Linked DNA regions of Mus musculus: region 2 is linked to region 1. A link is a contact called in public HiChIP or PLAC-seq data. All regions are on one chromosome and are shown on one strand. Each heading gives the region's core, a stretch centred on a gene start, on an enhancer-like site or on the middle of the called end of the contact. The rest is flanking DNA. Distances are from core to core; before and after follow the strand shown.

Region 1 (4,080 bases), core at 465-2,964:
CGAGAAGACGCCAATGCGCACCATGAGCCTCTCCAGCTTCTCCGTCTTGGTGCCGTCGTGCTTCATGATGGTGCGGATGCGGAAGAGTGACACGAAGCCGGCCAGCAGGAAGGATGTACCGATGAACAGGTATACGAAGAGCGGCGCCAGCACGAAGCCCCGCAGCGGGTCCAGGCTATTGAGGCCCACGAAGCACACGCCGCTCAGCAGGTCGCCGTCGATCTGGCCCATGGCCAAGATGGTGATGGTTTTGACGGCCGGCACGGCCCAGGCGGCCAGGTGGAAGTACTGCGAATTGGCCTCGATGGCCTCGTGGCCCCACTTCATTCCGGCTGCCAGGAACCAGGTGAGGGACAGAATCACCCACCAGATGGAGCTGGCCATGCTGAAGAAGTAGAGCATCATGAAGAGTATAGTGCAGCCTTCTTTCTTAGTGCCCTGCACCACCGTGCGATAACCGTCCTCTGAGAAGCGCTCATTGCATACCACGCGCTCCTGGAGAACGAAGCCCGCAATGTAGGCCACTGACACCATGGTGTAGCAGCCGGACAGAAAGATGATGGGCCGCTCTGGGTAGCGAAATCGCTGCATGTCCACTAAATAGGTGGTGACCGTGAAGAAAGTGGAAGCGCAGCACAACACCGACCATGTGAGGATCCAGAGACGGGCAAAACGAGTCTCCTCTTGCGAGAAGAACATAGAGCCGTCGGGCCGTGCGGGCTCGCAGGGCGCGGCACAATCGCGCTCACCCAGAAACTTATAGCTGAGATAGGACGGCACCTTGAGGACGCGGGGACAGTGGAAAGGGTGCTCCAGAGTGGCGTAACGCGGTGGCGAGCCACCACCGCCAGGGCCGCCCGGGGTGCCACCCGCGCCGGGCTGCAGCCCAGAAGGTGGCGCGGTGGTGAGTAGCGCAGGAGCTCCGTCCTCCGAGTGGTTCTGGCCCACGCAGATCTGCTCCGCGCCGTGACGCGGGAAATGCTCGCAGCGGAGGCGCTCGGGCCATTGGAAGCCGAACTTGTTCATGAGCGCCTCGCAGCCTTGGCGCGCGCGCTCGCAGATGGAGCGGCACGGCGGGATGGCCTGCTCCAGCACTGTGCACACCGGCGCGTACATGGAGCACAGGAAGAAGCGCAGCTCGGGCGAGCACTGCACCTTCACCAGCGGGTAGAACTGATGCACCTCCAGGCCCGCGTCTTCCTGGTTCGTGTGGCCAAGAAGGTTGGGCATGATGGTCTGGTTGTAGGCGATGTCCGTGCACAGCGGGATGGAGATGGGCTGGCAGAAGCCGTGGTCCGGGATGGAGATGCCCTTCTCCCCGTGGAACTGGGCCGGTCCGGCGGCCGGCAGCAGCAGCAGTGGCAGCAGCAGGCGGGGCAGGGCGCTGCGGGGCAGGGCGCTGCGGGCCCGCATGCTGGCCGCCGCCCCCCACTCGGCTCCTGGGCGCCCCCCAGCCCCCGCCCCCAACCCAGAGACCGCGCGCCTTCCCCGCTGCCGCCTAGCTGCCCGGCCGCCTCCCGCGTCTCCTTGCAAACTTTGCTCGCGGCCGCAGAGTTGGGGAGATTGGGCGGCGGGGGAGGGGGCGGCGCACCCGCCTGCTGGCTCGCCGCGGTCGGACTGAGGGTCGGAGACGCGGCGCACCGCTGCCCTAGCTCCTCTTCCTCCTCTAGCCTCTGGGCTTCCCCTCTCCCCACCCTCCTCTACCCAGCGACTCCTTTGTGCCTCCTTCAGCCCTCACCTCGGCCTCTCCGATCCCAATTAGTCGGTTTCAAGGGGGCCCCCACTGGCGGCCCCGCCCTCTCCTCAGCCCCCCCTCAAAAGGGATCCTTGAAACCGCCCCGTCGAGCTTTGCACCATCCCAAAATGTGCTCTCGGCCAATCAGATTTAAACTGGAGGACCAGCCCCAAGGGCTGGATTGGTCGACCACAACATAATGAGATCAGAAACCAGATGCCAAGAAAACTCTACCCCCCTCCTTCTGCTTTTTTAAAGAGACAAGCTATTATTATATTAGGAGCTGTTTGCTCAGTCCGTGATTGCTTCGGAGTCGCCCAGGAAAGATCCGGAGACACGTTTTCTCAAAGTGGCATCCGACCCAGACAACTCTAGCCTAATCTGTGGCCCTAGAGCCCAAACCCTCTGAGGTACAAGAGCTCTTTGCTCCTGCCCCTGCTCACCGCCCCCTCCCCCCTTTTCAGTACCATTTATAAAACCAAGTGAAAAATCCCGTTTAAAAAAATATATACAGAGAGAGAGAGAGAAATATGTATGTTTTTAAAGCACGTTAGCGAATAGCTTGCAAAGACGTCTCTCAATCCCTCTCAGAGAGTCGAGGTAAAAGTGTCACTTCACCCTAAACAAGGACTCCTAGAAGTTTTCCTCGCCCCTCCCCCTACACACACCCAAAAGTAACCCTCTGAAAAACGAGAGCCTGTCTCTTTAAGAGGCTCTTAAAGGGGCCGGGACTCCGGGGTGTAATTGCCCCATAGCGAGCACAAAGGAGCCCATTATGGTTCTTTGTGTTTAGTGGCACCTCAAAGTGAGAAAATTCAGGAACTCAGAGGCCAGGCTGCGGGGCTGGGGCGGGGGTTGGGGGGTGAAGTGAAGGAGAAAGGCCCGGAGCTGAGGATTCAATCCACCCCCTTTCCGAGGAAAATCTTAATTATGCAAAGTAAAGTTTAGTTGCCATAAGGAGGAGGTCTTAATCGAAAGTTAATGGCTGGGGGGGTGGGGTGGCGGGGGTGATGGGCAGTTTTGAGTAAAGAAACGACTCTCTTAGGTCTGACGAACGTTTTGGGGAATTTGCCTTCTCCCTCCCAATCCTTGCTCCGCCTCCTAAAAGCTTCCAGATTTGATCTCCTGGGAGAAAAGGGAGTTTTACCCAAACTTTAAGTGATTCCACACCAGAAAGATGGTGTGTACGGCTGGAGAGAGGGAGGAAGGCTGGGGTTGTAGTACAGAATTTCTCCTCTCACTTCTCACCTGGCTGAGGGGTGAGGTGGCCCGAAGAAATGCCCCCCACCCCCAACTCCCTTCACACTAGGATTGTAACTTTGAGGTCTGGAGAGGGAAGGGAATTTGCATGGAAATCTGTGTCTGGAACCGGATGATGGATCAATTATTTCTGTTGTCTCTCTGGAGAGAAAGAGGAGGAGAACTTGAAAAGAAGGACAGGACGACTGGGTTTAGAAAGCCGCTTTTGCTTCTCAGTATGGGCCAAATCCTCCCAACTGGCGAAGCTGCTCCCTGCAGGCATCTTGGATTGGGCTGTATTCAGAAACCGTGGAACAGCAACTTAAAGGAGAGAAGAGGATACAATGAACCTGGCCTCACCTGGTTTCGTTGTTTTGTTTTTGGTTTGGTTTGGTTTTGGTTTTTTGACTAGATGAATCATTGTAAATTCTCAGTAGCTCACACCTGTAATCTCAGAAGTTGACGTTGAGACAGGAGAATTACCAGACATTCCTGGCCAGACTTAACTGGCTGCAATATGAGAGTGAAAGAAAGAAGAAAAAAAGCCGGGTGGCGATGGCGCACGCCTTTAATTCCAGCACTTGGGAGGCAGATGCAGGCGGATTTCTGAGTTCTAGGCCAGCCTGGTCTACAAAGTGAGTTCCAGGACAGCCAGGGCTATACAGAGAAACCCTGTCTGAAGAAAGAGGAAAGAAGAAGAAAGAAGGAAGAAAGAAAGAAGGAAGGAAGAAAGAAAAGAAACAAACAAGTATTCAAGTTCTTTACAACTTGAATATGCTCTTTATTGGAATTTATTAAAGAGCTTCCCAGTATAGCCCTGGCTGACCTGAAACTCTATGTGTAGACCAGGATGGCCTCAAACTCTCAAGATCTGCCTTCTTCTAGATGTACTGTGATTAAAGGCGTGTGACACCACCCTCAACTTCCTTATTGGAGTCTTGAATATGTTTCCTTTCCCTCTCTCTTTAAGAAGAACGTGTTCTGGGGCTTGAGAGACGGCTCAAAGGGTAAAATTCCCAGAACCTCCTTAGTACTCCTGAACCTCGGTGACTCCATTTCCAGGGTATCAGACACCCTCTTCTGACCTGCGTACTATGTAAGTGTGA
Region 2 (4,080 bases), core at 1,024-3,523, 580 kb after region 1:
GATGCAAGTGCAGGCATCTGCTGAGGCCTCAGATCCCCCTGGAGTTGGAGTTACAGGCTGTTCAGTGGTCTGACATGGTTCTGGGGACAGAACCCTGGTCCTCTGCAAGACAAGCAAGCGCTCTTAACCACTAAGCCGTCTCTCCAGCCCCACAGTTGAGACATTTATGTAGTTGTTTTAAAATCTTTTCTAATAAATCTATGCGTACACCAGTATTTAAATATGTTTCCTTCTAGGAGTTGTATTAATTTAATTAGGTTTATAGTATCTCTTAAAAATTCAATTTTGTCCTGGGTGTGGTGGCGCACGCCTTTAATCCCAGCACTCGGGAGGCAGAGACAGGCGGATTTCTGAGTTCAAGGCCAGCCTGGTCTACAAATTGAGTTTCAGGACAGCCAGGGCTACACAGAGAAACCCTGTCTCAGAAAACCAAAAAAAAAAAAAAAAAAAAAAAAAAAAATTCAATTTTGTATATTGTGTGAAGTAGAGACTGAGTCCCCCACCACCACCACCACACACACACCATGTACAAAACCATTGTTTGAACACCCTCTGTTGTTGCTCTAGTAAAGAAAACATCATCTGGCTTTTCAAAATTTTCAAAGCTTAAGCACCACCAGAAAAAGCACGTCTGTGTCAGGTATGGTGGCACGTGCCTGTGATCCCAGAGGTCAGAAGGCAGAGGCAGGTGGATTCTGTGAGTTCCTGGCCAGCCTGGTCTACAGAGTAAGATCCTGTTTCAAGGCCAAAAATAAAAATAAAAACAAACAAAAAACCGTGCACTGGCTGCTTTTGTGTGCCAACTTGACACAAGCTAGAGTCAGCAGAGAGAAAGGAGCCTCCGCTGAGGAAATGCCTCCATGAGATCTTGCTGTAAGGATCTCAGTTAGTGATCAAGTGGGGAGGGCCCTGACCGTTGTGTGTGGTGGCATCCTTGGCCTGGTGGTCCTGGGTTCTACAAGAAAGCAGACTGAGAAAGCCACGGGAAACAAGCCAATAAGCAGCACCCCTCCATGGCCTCTGCATCATCTCCTGCCTCCAGGTTCTATCCCTGCTTGAGTTCCTGTCCTGACTTCCTCCTGTGATGGAAGTGTAAACCAGGTAAACCCTTCCCTCCCCAACTTGCCTTTTGGTCATGGTGTTTCAACGCAGCAGTAGAAAACCTAACCAAGACCATTTCTTAGTTTTTCTCTGCTCTAAATGGGGCCTGCTGTCTGTCTACCCATATCACGTCACTGGGGCCTGTCATAAATGTAGACTGATACTACTTGCCCCACAAGCCTCAGGTGACTCATAGACACAATTTGGAGCAGCTTGAGGGACGAAGGGAAATTTCTTGGTGACATTTGCTGCCCTCTTACAGCCTGCCTGTTCACTGCAAGCTGCAAAGACTGTCGACTGCCTACCTCTCTGGGACATGTGCCTCCTAACCGGCTTAGAATGCGCTGTTCTTTGATGCTGTTATTTGAAGGGAGGGGACACACCCACCAGACCACGTCTCATCCTCTAAGACCCCTACACCACACCACTGCTCACTCACACAGTGGTACCTTTCTACTGCTTCCTGCATACACATCAGTTTCTTTAACTGAAGCGAGGAAATAATTTTGGCTCTCTATCTGAGGCTAATAATCGGTAATCCTAGGAGTATATGGGGATAGAGGGAGCACAATAGAAACCAGCTATTTCGGAGCCACCGCACCTCCTCCCCCAGCCCCCGCCCCAGTAAAGCCTGGGACACTAGAGTCTTTTTTCTTTTCTTTTTTTTTTCTTTCTTTCTTTCTTTTTTCTTTTTTTTCTCTTATTCAGCCCTACCTCCTCCCACCCAGGCAGGCAGCATCCAGCTGCCTTCTTCCCAGGCGTACTTCTCCTCCCTCGCGCCTCCCCGTCCCCAGGGCAGCGTGCACCGATAAATCTTTCGCAGCACGTAGCATTGTTGCCACGGGTTGGCCGGGCTGCTGCCCGCTGCACACCCCTCTCCCGCCCCCCTCCCCCGCCCCCCGCCCCCTGCTCGGCTTGCTAATGACCCAGCACAGCCTCTCTTCCTCGTTTGGCTTTGAAGCTCCAGCCCCTGGCACAGTGCCTGGCACTTGCGGGGCTCTCAATCAATGTTTGCAAAATCGGATTCTCGGCGGAGCAGGTGTCCACCGGGAGCCGGGGGCGCTGGGCGGGGCCTGCGAGGGGGGCCTGCGGGGCCGCGCTCCACCCCTCCGGGCCCGCGCTGCGCCCCCGCCCGTGCGCGCTGCCCCGACCCCGCGCGCCGCGACAGGGAGGGGCCGGCGGAGGCGGAGCCAGTAGCAGCGGAGGCTGGTGGCTCCCGCGCGGCTCCGGGTCACCGATCCCAGATCCTGGCGCGACGAGGTAAGAAGCAGCGCGTGGCACACAAGGGACCTGGTGCGCGGCGGGGAGGGGAGGGGGAGCGGAGACCCGCCCCTCGGGTGCACCACTGCCTTGCGGCCCACCCTCCCCGGCGGGGCTCCGTTCCCAGCCCGCGGTCCCCTTCACTGCTCGGCGTCCGCGCATCCCGTGCGCCCCGCTCATTCCCGCCGCTCTGCATCCCATCTCCCCCCACCTCGGGGGTTTGCTCCCCCCCCCCCAGCTCCTCTGGGAAACCGGCTGGAGCCGGGAGTGTGTGTTTGTGTGGGGAAGTCGGGGGCAGTCGGGGGCCGCAGCTGGAAGCCGCCGAGGGGTGAGCCCGGCGTGGGGGCGGGGGTCGGGTACCATTCTTCTGCCTTCGATGTGACTGGTGCTCCACGCAGCGGGCTGGCTCCATGTCTGTCGAATGAATGAATCATGAGTCCTTGTCCCTCTCTGAAGGAGGACTTTTTTGAGGTCCACGTGCTACAGAGCACCTGGGGAGGGGAGCTCTTGAGATAGGGTACCTGCTTCCGGTAGAACAGAAACTCCGCTCTCACTTCTTCTGTCTTCAGACTGGAGGCTCTCTTTGGGTTGGGGGCTGGAGGTGGGGTCGGCGGTGGGAGCTCTTGCAGGCCTTAACCAGGTACTTGTTGAAGGGATATTGAGACTTGAGCAAGCACTCTTGGAAGGTACCAGCAATAGAGAGGACAGAGCTTGTGGTCGAGAGCATACCGCACAAGCAGGGGGACTTTAGGCCAAGGTCAGTCTGGAAGAAGTGATCTGAGTACCTATTCTGGTTCAAAAGTTATTTAGGGATGCCCAGTCTCTGTTTCCTAATCAGTAAAATGGGTGCATTGGTGTTCATCCTTTAAGGCTTTCTGCATAGTCAGAAAAGAGCAGCATCTTTAGTGTATTGGGGGCGCCCAAGAAGTCTTGCTCCCTGCCCAACCTCCTCCCCAAAAAGTGACTGTTTCTCCCCCCCACCCCCCATCTTATTTCTTCTGTCCTCACAGAGGTCATAAGCAGATCCTGGTGATGTGTGTTCATTACTGAGAGATTCCTCTCCCACCCACACAAACTGTAGGGACAGCTGGGGACCTGCTGGGCACAGGCATGCCAGTACTGTCTGAAGACTCGGGTGAGTGTCCTTAACCTGGGCTGCAGCTTCGGGGGGCCTCCCAGGATTGGAGAAAACCAAACCATAAGCAGGACCAGTGCTGTAGCAGCTGCCTCTGACCGATCTGTTGCCCGGCAGGCCTGAGCCTGCAGGGTGAACGGTGTCAAGGCAGGATGGGAGTGTTGTCTGCGAGACTTTTCAAGGACAGGAAGTGCCACTGTTACTGGACCTTGTTTCTCTGGCTCTTCCTCAGGTTTGCATGAGACCCTGGCACTGCTCACCTCTCAGCTCAGGCCTGACTCCAACCACAGGGAGGAGATGGGCTTCCTGAGAGATGTCTTCAGTGAGAAGAGCCTCAGTTATTTAATGAAGGTGAACCCCCGCTGGCTCAGCCACCCCCCACCCCCATCCCTAAGGGAGGCTCTTTCTGTGCCATCTCAGCCACTCCCCTGCCCCTGGAAGGTTTCTAACTCATTAGTCAGGGCTTTCCAAATATGCTGCTATGGAGGGGACCCAGCCTGTGGCCCTAGGTGTCACCACAACCCTGGGTGCTGTGTATGGTATTTAGGGTAAAAGCAGAAATCAAATGTCTTTGCAGATTCATG

The links. HiChIP or PLAC-seq counts read pairs in DNA pulled down with a chosen protein or histone mark.
Region 2: a contact with region 1 is called in an H3K4me3 HiChIP or PLAC-seq map of embryonic stem cells, with 9 read pairs. The contact joins the promoter of Mpp3 here to the promoter of Fzd2 in region 1. A contact is called at or near these places in 1 of 39 promoter capture datasets (pre-B cells) and 1 of 115 datasets of contacts at active chromatin or transcription factors (embryonic stem cells).

Annotation. Positions count from the first base shown.
Region 1 is chr11:102,602,065-102,606,144 of GRCm38.p6, reverse strand. It overlaps Fzd2 (frizzled class receptor 2), which reads right to left and starts at 1,714. Exons shown (of 1, transcript NM_020510.2): 1 at 1-1,714. The coding sequence starts at 1,413.
Region 2 is chr11:102,025,148-102,029,227 of GRCm38.p6, reverse strand. Mpp3 (membrane protein, palmitoylated 3 (MAGUK p55 subfamily member 3)) reads left to right here and starts at 2,273. Exons shown (of 19, transcript NM_007863.2): 1 at 2,273-2,361; 2 at 3,372-3,496; 3 at 3,729-3,847; 4 at 4,074-4,080. The coding sequence starts at 3,472.